Regions from separate parts of the Gossypium hirsutum genome. Here region 1 is linked to region 2. Evidence: chromatin contacts called from public Hi-C data. All regions are on one chromosome and are shown on one strand. The core of a region is the stretch at or near the end of the contact, and the rest is flanking DNA. Distances in the headings are between cores, read along the strand shown.

Region 1 (4,153 bases), core at 907-3,406, 220 kb after region 2:
TACAAGCACATTTTAACCTTATATTACAATTTAGTCTAAATAATTAATATTTAAAAAGTTGGTTTTTAATAAAAATAAAATAAAATTATTTTTCATATCATTTTAAAATATAAAACTAAATCTAAAATTTGAGAATGATGTAGGGACAAAACTATAATTCTACTATAAATCAGTATATTTGTCATCTCATTAAATTTCTTCACTGTCACACTCTTGAGTCTATTCATTTTCTCCTCTGCTAGAATCAATGAGCTCGTTAGCCGAGAAATACATCTGAAATCCCGACGCCATTGCTGATACTCTTTTTAAATTTACTCTCCTTTTTCTGCAGATCCAAAATTTTGGCCCTCTTTTACGAATCCGCCAACAACAAAGCCTTCCTTCTCATGGACGGTTGCAGTGGATTAAACTGCTCTGCGCCGCGCCGGATCGCTGCTCGCCCCTTCTCTGCACTTAAGCGTCGGAAGGTGAAGGGGAGGGTGAATCTTGGCCAGAGGAAGGAAGATGACGATGACGTGGCACCACCTAATCACGTAACCCGTCGTCCTGATTCGTCATCAGGTCAAAATTGTCTTGGTGTCATTTTTGTTTATTTTATTTGGTGGGGGAGAAGGGAGGTTGGGGTTTATTATTATTTGGCTTTTTGAGTTCCAAATTCTAATGTATATTTTTAGGAATAAATTTTATGCAATTACATATAATTTTGATTTTAGTTAGAGTTTTCATAGATCACAAATATTGTTTATTTACTAATAGATGGTTGAAAGGGTATTCGAATAGGATTAGTTTTAGATCATAACATGGAGAAAGACACCTATACTAGAGTGCAAATAGTTGCTTATATGGAGCCTAACTCTATAAGTGGTTCTTTTAGGGACAAAATACTATTTATTAAATCTTAAGATTTATGTCAACTAAATCTTAGCTCACGTAATATCAACTCTGAGTTGATTCGAAATTTTAATACTGAAATTATATTTGTACTTTTTATTATTTGCAAATAGAAGTTTAAGACTTAATCGAGCTCAAGCATGAGTAACTCGATTAAGTCTTGAGCCGAACTCAAGCTTAGAGATTGACGTTGGATCAAATTTTAATAATTTTCGGGGTTTTTTTTTTAATCAGAAAGAAGCGGAAGGGAAGCTAATTACAACGTGGTAATAGGGTGTTTTTTGCTTCGACTGGTTGCTGTGACTGAAAAAGAACTTCAAAAGATGGCAGAACTGAGAATCCAAATAGCGGCTGTTCTTGAAAATGTTAAAGATGAGCTCCGAAACAAAGATTTATTCATAACCGCAAAGGAGATTGAATCAAACAATGGCATTGATGAAGATTTAGAATCGGAGTTTAATGGCGATCTTATATCAAATAAAGAGATATTTGATCAGCCTTTGAAATGTGAAGATGTGCCGAAAGAAGAAAAGTATCTGGAAGGAATGGATAGACTTGAAGCAGAACTTGAAGCCGAGTTAGAACGTTTGCAACTCCATTTGGATGCAAGCAAATTGTCCTCAACCCATCCTCAGGTACGATTAAAACTTGGGAATTTGGCATGTCTTTTGTATTTCATTGTTTTTGGTTAGGGTGATTTAATTAATTTGAATCTAAATTCCAGTTGAATTTGATTTGACCGAATTTGAACCGTAATCGACTTGAAACCAAAGATCATCTGAATTTGAAATGACTTGAATTTAAAATGGTCCAAACTTGAAATGATTCGAATTCATAATTCCAGTTGAACTTGAATTGACTCAATCTGAACGAGTAACCCAAAATGGTCTGAACTTGAAATTGATTTAAACTCAAATAAATTGACCCAACTTGAACAAATATCTCTAAATGACCTAAACCTACCATGACTCAAAAAACTATAATGACTTAAGACTTGAAATATCCAAATAAAACAAACTTGAATGACTTGAATTGAAATTATCTAAAACTTTTAAAACTCTAATTGGCCCAACCCAAAATTATCTAAAACCAAAAATGATGTGAATCTTGAATGATCCAAACCTAAAACGTATAAATTAATTCATACTTGGAATCAGCCCATACCTAACTCAATATGTTTAGTTTATGTAGTAGTACTAACTAATATTGAAACCTTACCAATTCCCTGGAGATTTTAAATGTCATCTTTTTTACAACTATAGCAGAGTACTGGTAATAGTTCAGCCCGAAGCTACAGTATGAGCTATGGAGAAGTAATTGACCCGACAATTTATGGTGAAGAAGAAGAGTGTGCGCAGTTGCATTGTGGTGTTCCTCCACACGAACTGGAGAGAAAGTTGCATGAATTGTTGGAATCGAGGCAGGAAGAGCAGATAAGAGAATTAGAAGCTGCTTTGGCAAGTGCACAGCAAGAACTGGTCGACAAGGAAAGAGAGATTTCATGGTGGAAAGACACTGCACGGCTTATGTCGATTCATGTCCAACAACCTTCACAGTTTGGTTCCTAGCTGAGGTGAGAAAATTTCTTACTGCTTTTTTTCATGTGTATCATATCAGGTGTAGTTGTTTGGTGTTTAAAGATGAATTGTTTGTTATTTTGGCTTTAAAAGCATTTTGGATGGTTGATTAGTTTGCAAGTGAAACAGGGAAATTATTTCACATTTTTAAGGGATATTAGTTTATCAATGAATAGTTATCTACATTAAATTGAAGGCCTTTCATTTGAATTTTAATGTTGTTTTTTTATTTTTTATAGTTCTCGTTAAAACCACCCTTACTATTTCGAGTCTCACCACATGTAATTGTCATGAATGAGTCTTGCCCTAGAGTTGTGTATTGATTTTATTTTATTTGTACTATAATTACACTATATTTGTAGCTGTGAACTCTAAAAGAATGAAAATAAAAATTAAGTTAAATTGAGATAGGAGGACTGAAAGAGTGCACTCTATTATCATTAATAAGCAGCAAATCCTGATATAAAGGTTCAGTAATACAATCAGGTTTGGACATTCATGTACACTCTAAGCACTAGAAACGACCTGAATAAAGAACAAGCAAATTGTATAAGCCTGTAGGTTTGTAATTAAACCTATCAATTTTGATCCCAAATCTAGAAATACAATTCCAACCTCAACTCGTTTTAATTATAAAAATTCTAACCATTTGTATTTAAATTGACTTTTGATTTTAAAATTGACTTTTGATTTTAAAATTGACTTGAAGTACTTCAAATTGACTCGATTTGAGTTTTAAATTGAACCAACTTAAATCTAATAGGACATGAACCCAAATTAACTCAAATTGAAATGTTGAAATGGTATAGAAGTTTTAAAATCCAAATTATTTAATCATTAATCTAATTTAAAATCAAATTGATTTGATCAATTAGTTATTTAAACTGTCAACATAGGTTTTTGAATTGAATTGATGGTTAAATCGATTAGACCATTGATTTTTGATTCGATCATTGTTGTTTTCTTTTAAGAAACTCTAAAAACTAGGGAAATAAAAAATTTTGAAAAAATAAGGAAAATATTTAAATAACAATAATACATTTATTCATTTTTTTTCTTCGGATTTAGGTTGGTGGGTGGGTTTAGGGTTAGCTTGTATTCATTTCTATTTGTTTAGGGTTTTTTTTCATTGGGGCTAGATTTTTCTTAGGGTTAGCTTGTATTCGTTTTCTATTTGTTTAGGGTTTTTTCCTCATTTGGGCTAGATTTTTCTTAGGGTTTAGGTAAAACAATTTGACCCAAAACATAAAAATTGAGTAGGGTGGCACAAACATGGATTTGAGTCTAATTCCTGGTAAAGATGATGTTTTATAACCAATCACATTGAGTAGCAATTAATAATAATATAAGCGTCCCAGTTCCAGCAAGTTGCAACCACATAACTAACCCTCAAGTTATTCCGTTACCCTTTTTTAAGGTCCGCAGAACTAATGGGACAAAACAGGATTAGATAGAACGCCATGTCTGAGCCGACACAACCCTTTAAGTCTGAACACAGAGAAAGGCAACTCTCCCGTGCGCACTACGCACTACCCACCATTTCTTTTGGCTTCTTCTTTTCTTTTATATAAACCCCCTTCCATTCCATTCATAAATTTGAGAGAGAGAGAGATCATTTGTCAACGTCTTATAAATTTGAGAGAGAGAGAGATCATTTGTCAACGTCTTACTTCCCACTTTCGTTT
Region 2 (4,569 bases), core at 1,904-4,403:
AATTTGACACCCAGTGTCTCATCGGCTAAACCGAAGTAAATTAGCACCCAGTGCCTCATCGAATATATTCGAAGTAATAAATTGACACCCAGTGTCTCATCAACTCGAAGTCGAAGAAATCCCTAAACTCTTCCAATCCTATGGTATGCCATCTATATCCGACTCAGCCCAATACAGTTAATAGGGTTCCAATTCACTTTTCAAATACAACCAATATTCATTTCAATTCAAATAATCAATATATTCAATATATATACCAATTCAATCAATATAAATTGCTTAAATTCATCACTTACTAAATCAATCCATTTTAATTGCAAAACACAATAATTCTCACCTCAACACTTACCATATACATTAAATTGAATTATAACAATTAACAACTAAATTTGGATTATAGAAATACAAATAAGAAATTTCGAGCTATTCCTCGTCGACTTTATTTTTCCCCCTTTTAGTCGAGAGTTCCAGTACGACGTTAGCTATGGAATCAAAATAATTAAAATTTATCAATACAATACAATTTAAATTTCACATTGAATATTTCAACTTTTTACTCAACATTTGTCTAAATTCTAATTTAGTCCCTAAACCGAGACTAACTTTTATTCTTCGCATTTAATTCTTTATTTTCATGCAAATTCCATTTTAGGCTAAATTCAACTCCCTATTTTCACATAAATTCCTAAATTTTGAAATTTTCACAATTTAGTCCATATTACTCAAAATTTACAATTTATTCTACAATTCAATCATTTTTCATTTCTAACTTAAAAATCTATCAATTTAATCCCTAATACTCAAATTATTCAACATAGTCAACATTTAAAAACTCAATAATTTCTAAAATTTCAACATAGATCAGGTAGTATTTAAAATCAAGATTCTAAAAACATAAAAATTATAAGAAAATGGACTAAATTAACTAACCAATTGAACTTGAAACCCTAGTTTCACCTTTCTTTCTTTCCTTTCTTTTCTCCATGTTTCTTTTTCTTTTCTTTATTTCATTTACTTTTTTATTTTATTATATTTACTTTTTTATTATTATATTATATATATTTACTTAAATATTAAGTAATACATATTTTATTAATATATACATATGTATATTATTTTTACACATGTAGTCATTGTTACCATCCACTTCTTGAAATAAGACTTAATTGCTTATTTAGTCCCTTTACTTTTTTTTAATCTATAATTCAACTTTCATCTTTTATGCAATTTAGTCCTTATACCTAATTACTCTTAATTCATGCAAATTCACCTAATCAAAACCTAATTAACTACACAACTAACTTCGTAAATATTTTTTAAAAATATTTAGGAATCTGTTTTATGAAAACGAAGTCTCGAAAATACATTTTCCGATGCCCGTGACTATCGGGTCATTACAATTTGGATGGTATAATGACATAATAGAATGCCACAGACTGTTGTAATTTTTTTATGTAAAATTTAACATATAGATTATGTCATATAAGTTAATGGCATTATGTAACTTTTTGTTATTGTATGAACATTATGTTTGGATGTAAAATATAATTCTCAACCTATTTATTACTTCTAATATTTTGCTTTTTACTTTAGAAGATAATTAAATTATTTATTTCGCTAATTATATTTTAGCAAAATAATAAAGTAGGTTATGTATTATTTTTATAATATTATATATTATGATTTTGATTAATTCCTATTTTAATAAAAATTATATTAAGAATGTTATTAATTCATATATTATTTTATTAAATTATATTTAATAATAATTATGTTAAAATATGATTAAATAATTTGTTATTTATTTATTAAAATATAATTAATAAAAATCTTATTAAAATTTAATAATAACAATAATAATCATCTACCTAAAAAAAATTGCTAAGGGTATTTTGATCATTTAAGCCTTTTTAGGTATGCTATTACAACGTCTATTCCATTCAACTAAACACAAGAATATTATTACAACTCTATTTTATTCTAATGAACCAAACAATTGAATTACTGATTACAACTTTATTCCATTACAGTCCTATTCCATTTACTTTAACCAAACGTGACGTTAGGCTTTAACTAAAATGGTAAGGTTGATGTTTCGGTATTCTTGATGTCTATGTTCGAGCTTTACTAGTTATCTCCTAGATTGTTTTGGATTTAAGTAACATAATGTGTGAGTTCCATCCAATTTTTAATTCGAATATATTTATATTGATTAAAATTTTTATAAGTTTCTCTTAAAAATATCGAAGTATGATTTTCTTTCTTAATACTTTAAGCTAAAAGCAACGCTTTTATTTAGAACCCGGTTTTGAGAAAGAAAGTTCATTTTTAAAAGCCACCTAAATTATATGTTGTTATATTAACACTACTAGTAAATTATTTATATATTTTACAGCATATCTAAGACTTTTCCTCATTATAACTACAAACGAAAAATACAGCTTATAAAACAATGCAATGCACAAATCTCAATGTTTTTAGCAAAACCCATGTAAAAATTGAGTTAAATTTATTTAAAGTTTCGCAATTCAAACTCGAAATAATTTAAATGATCTAAATACACAATGAGTTAATTTGAAAAACTTTAACCTCAAATATAAATGATAAGAACAAAAAAGACAAAATGATTTGAACTCTAAATTGACCTAAATCCAAAATGATCCGAACCAAATTGACCTGAAATTTTTAAAAATCACTTAGATCAACCCAAATTCAACTTTGATTTCTCTAGATAAGTTTTTTTAAAAGTAAATATATGAAATATTTTAATTTTTATATGTTATATATTACAAAATACATAAATATAATATAATATAATATATTAAATATTTAGAAAGTAAATTGAATCAATCTAAACATAAGCCTTAAATGTTTAAACTCAAATCTGATTTATATTTTAAAGTAACTTAAATTTTTTTAACCAAATCACATACAATCCTAATCTTTTTTTATTTGAAATTTCCAACCTTCCACTTCCTCAATAATAACATTAAAAAAAAAGCCCCTATATTTGGGAAATTATTATAGTGAAAGCCCCGCAAAAGCAGTAGCCTCTATTAAAATTTAGGGCTAAGTTTTCATTTGTTAGGCCTATGTAAATTGCTTTACATCCAGACTGGCCGGCTTCAATGTAATGTTTGGGTCTTAATTCAGACTATTAAAATGGTTAAATCTGTCCAGTGGGCAGCCTTTGGTGGATCTATTTTATACATGAGCCAATTTGTACTTCAAATTTATGAAGAAACAATATAACTTTTATTCATTGTTAATGGGATTAATGGTAAAATATATGGGGTAAATTAGCAATATATGCCGATTTTGGAAGATAATGGGAAGTAGGCCGATTTTGGAGAGAGAAATAGGAAATGCGTCTTGCAAGAAGTGTTTTCTGCTGACGTGTCTGAAAACACGTTCTACAAAATGCATTTTCTTTAATAACTTAATACATTAGCTTCTTTGGTTAGATGGTTAAATGTTAGTAGTTTTATCCTTGAGTATCGGATTTGATTCCTTTCTTACTCAAATTTTTATTTTTTATTTCATGTTGTTTTAAACGTTTTTTTAAAATTAATTAATAATTAATAAATATATTATTTTTAAGTTTTTGATTCATATTTTTAATTAATAACTTGTAACATCCGCATTATGCCTTGGAGTTGGATACAGTACTATGCCAAGTTAGGAATATTAGAGAATTCTTAGAAACAAATAATATTGATAATTTGAGTGTTGATATATAGAGTAGTTAGAGCCAATAGGATATTAGAATATGCTTTTAGATGAGGAAAATTAATTTGAGATATTGAATAAATTGTAGAAGAATAGAAAGTATTGTGGTAAAAGTAAAAAATTAAATATTAGAAAAGAATACATAGAATTTGGAGAAAAGAGGAAGGATTAGAAGTGAAATTTGACCAAAATAAAGCATGAATCATGCATGGTATTGTAGAGAAAGTTGAAGGGTTAAATAGTAATGACTTAAATTAGATAATTATGAAAAAACTTAATGATTAAGGATTGAATTGTGTTAAAAGAAGATTGGAGGATCAAATTGCAAAACTAATATGTAATTATTAAATTAAGAGATTTTTTTTGTATAATTATGTAGAAAAAAAGTAGAAAAGATGAAAGCTTTCATCCCCCGTAAGAAGAAACAAAATGTCACCCCTAAAGCCATCAACCAAAATTTTGCTTTTATTTCAAATAGGTCCTTCCAGCATTTCTAAGCCCTTCCAAACTTAATTCTTTCAAATTCTTTAATGTTTTCTTAGTAAATGCAATAGAGAAGACTAGTGGTCATCTTAATTCCATGGGAAGATACTCCATAGATGTATTGAAGGAGAGATAAAATAGGAATTAAGTTTTGATTTCAAGTAAATAAGGTAAAAGATGATGAAATCCTCTTGAAATACATGTTTATTTCAATAAGATAGCATAGAAATGCTATTTGATTGTGGTTTTAACATGTAAATATTATATGTTCTGAAATGGAATTGAAGAAACAGAGAAGAAATGAGAGACTCAAATTGAAGACAAAAGAAAGGAAGTGATTAATGAGTAAGAAGAAGG

What was found. Hi-C and Micro-C count contacts between places; a contact is called where the count stands out from the background.
Region 1: a Hi-C map of leaf shows a contact between it and region 2, with 4 times the contacts expected there. The contact joins the promoter of LOC107901662 here to the enhancer-like site in region 2. A contact is called at or near these places in 7 of 34 Hi-C or Micro-C datasets (anther, fibers, leaf and 1 more).

The regions. Positions count from the first base shown.
Region 1 is chrD06:24,934,482-24,938,634 of Gossypium_hirsutum_v2.1, forward strand. It overlaps LOC107901662 (chorismate mutase 2), which reads left to right and starts at 2,157. Exons shown (of 6, transcript XM_016827750.2): 1 at 2,157-2,464.
Region 2 is chrD06:24,711,673-24,716,241 of Gossypium_hirsutum_v2.1, forward strand. No RefSeq gene overlaps it. Among protein-coding and RNA genes, the nearest start is that of LOC121218886, 4.5 kb to the right of the region's middle. Within about 2 kb of position 3,154, at least 2 of the 9 cell types and tissues checked have an H3K27ac peak or open chromatin away from gene starts, as enhancers often do. A contact at or near this core is called in leaf, where this site is marked.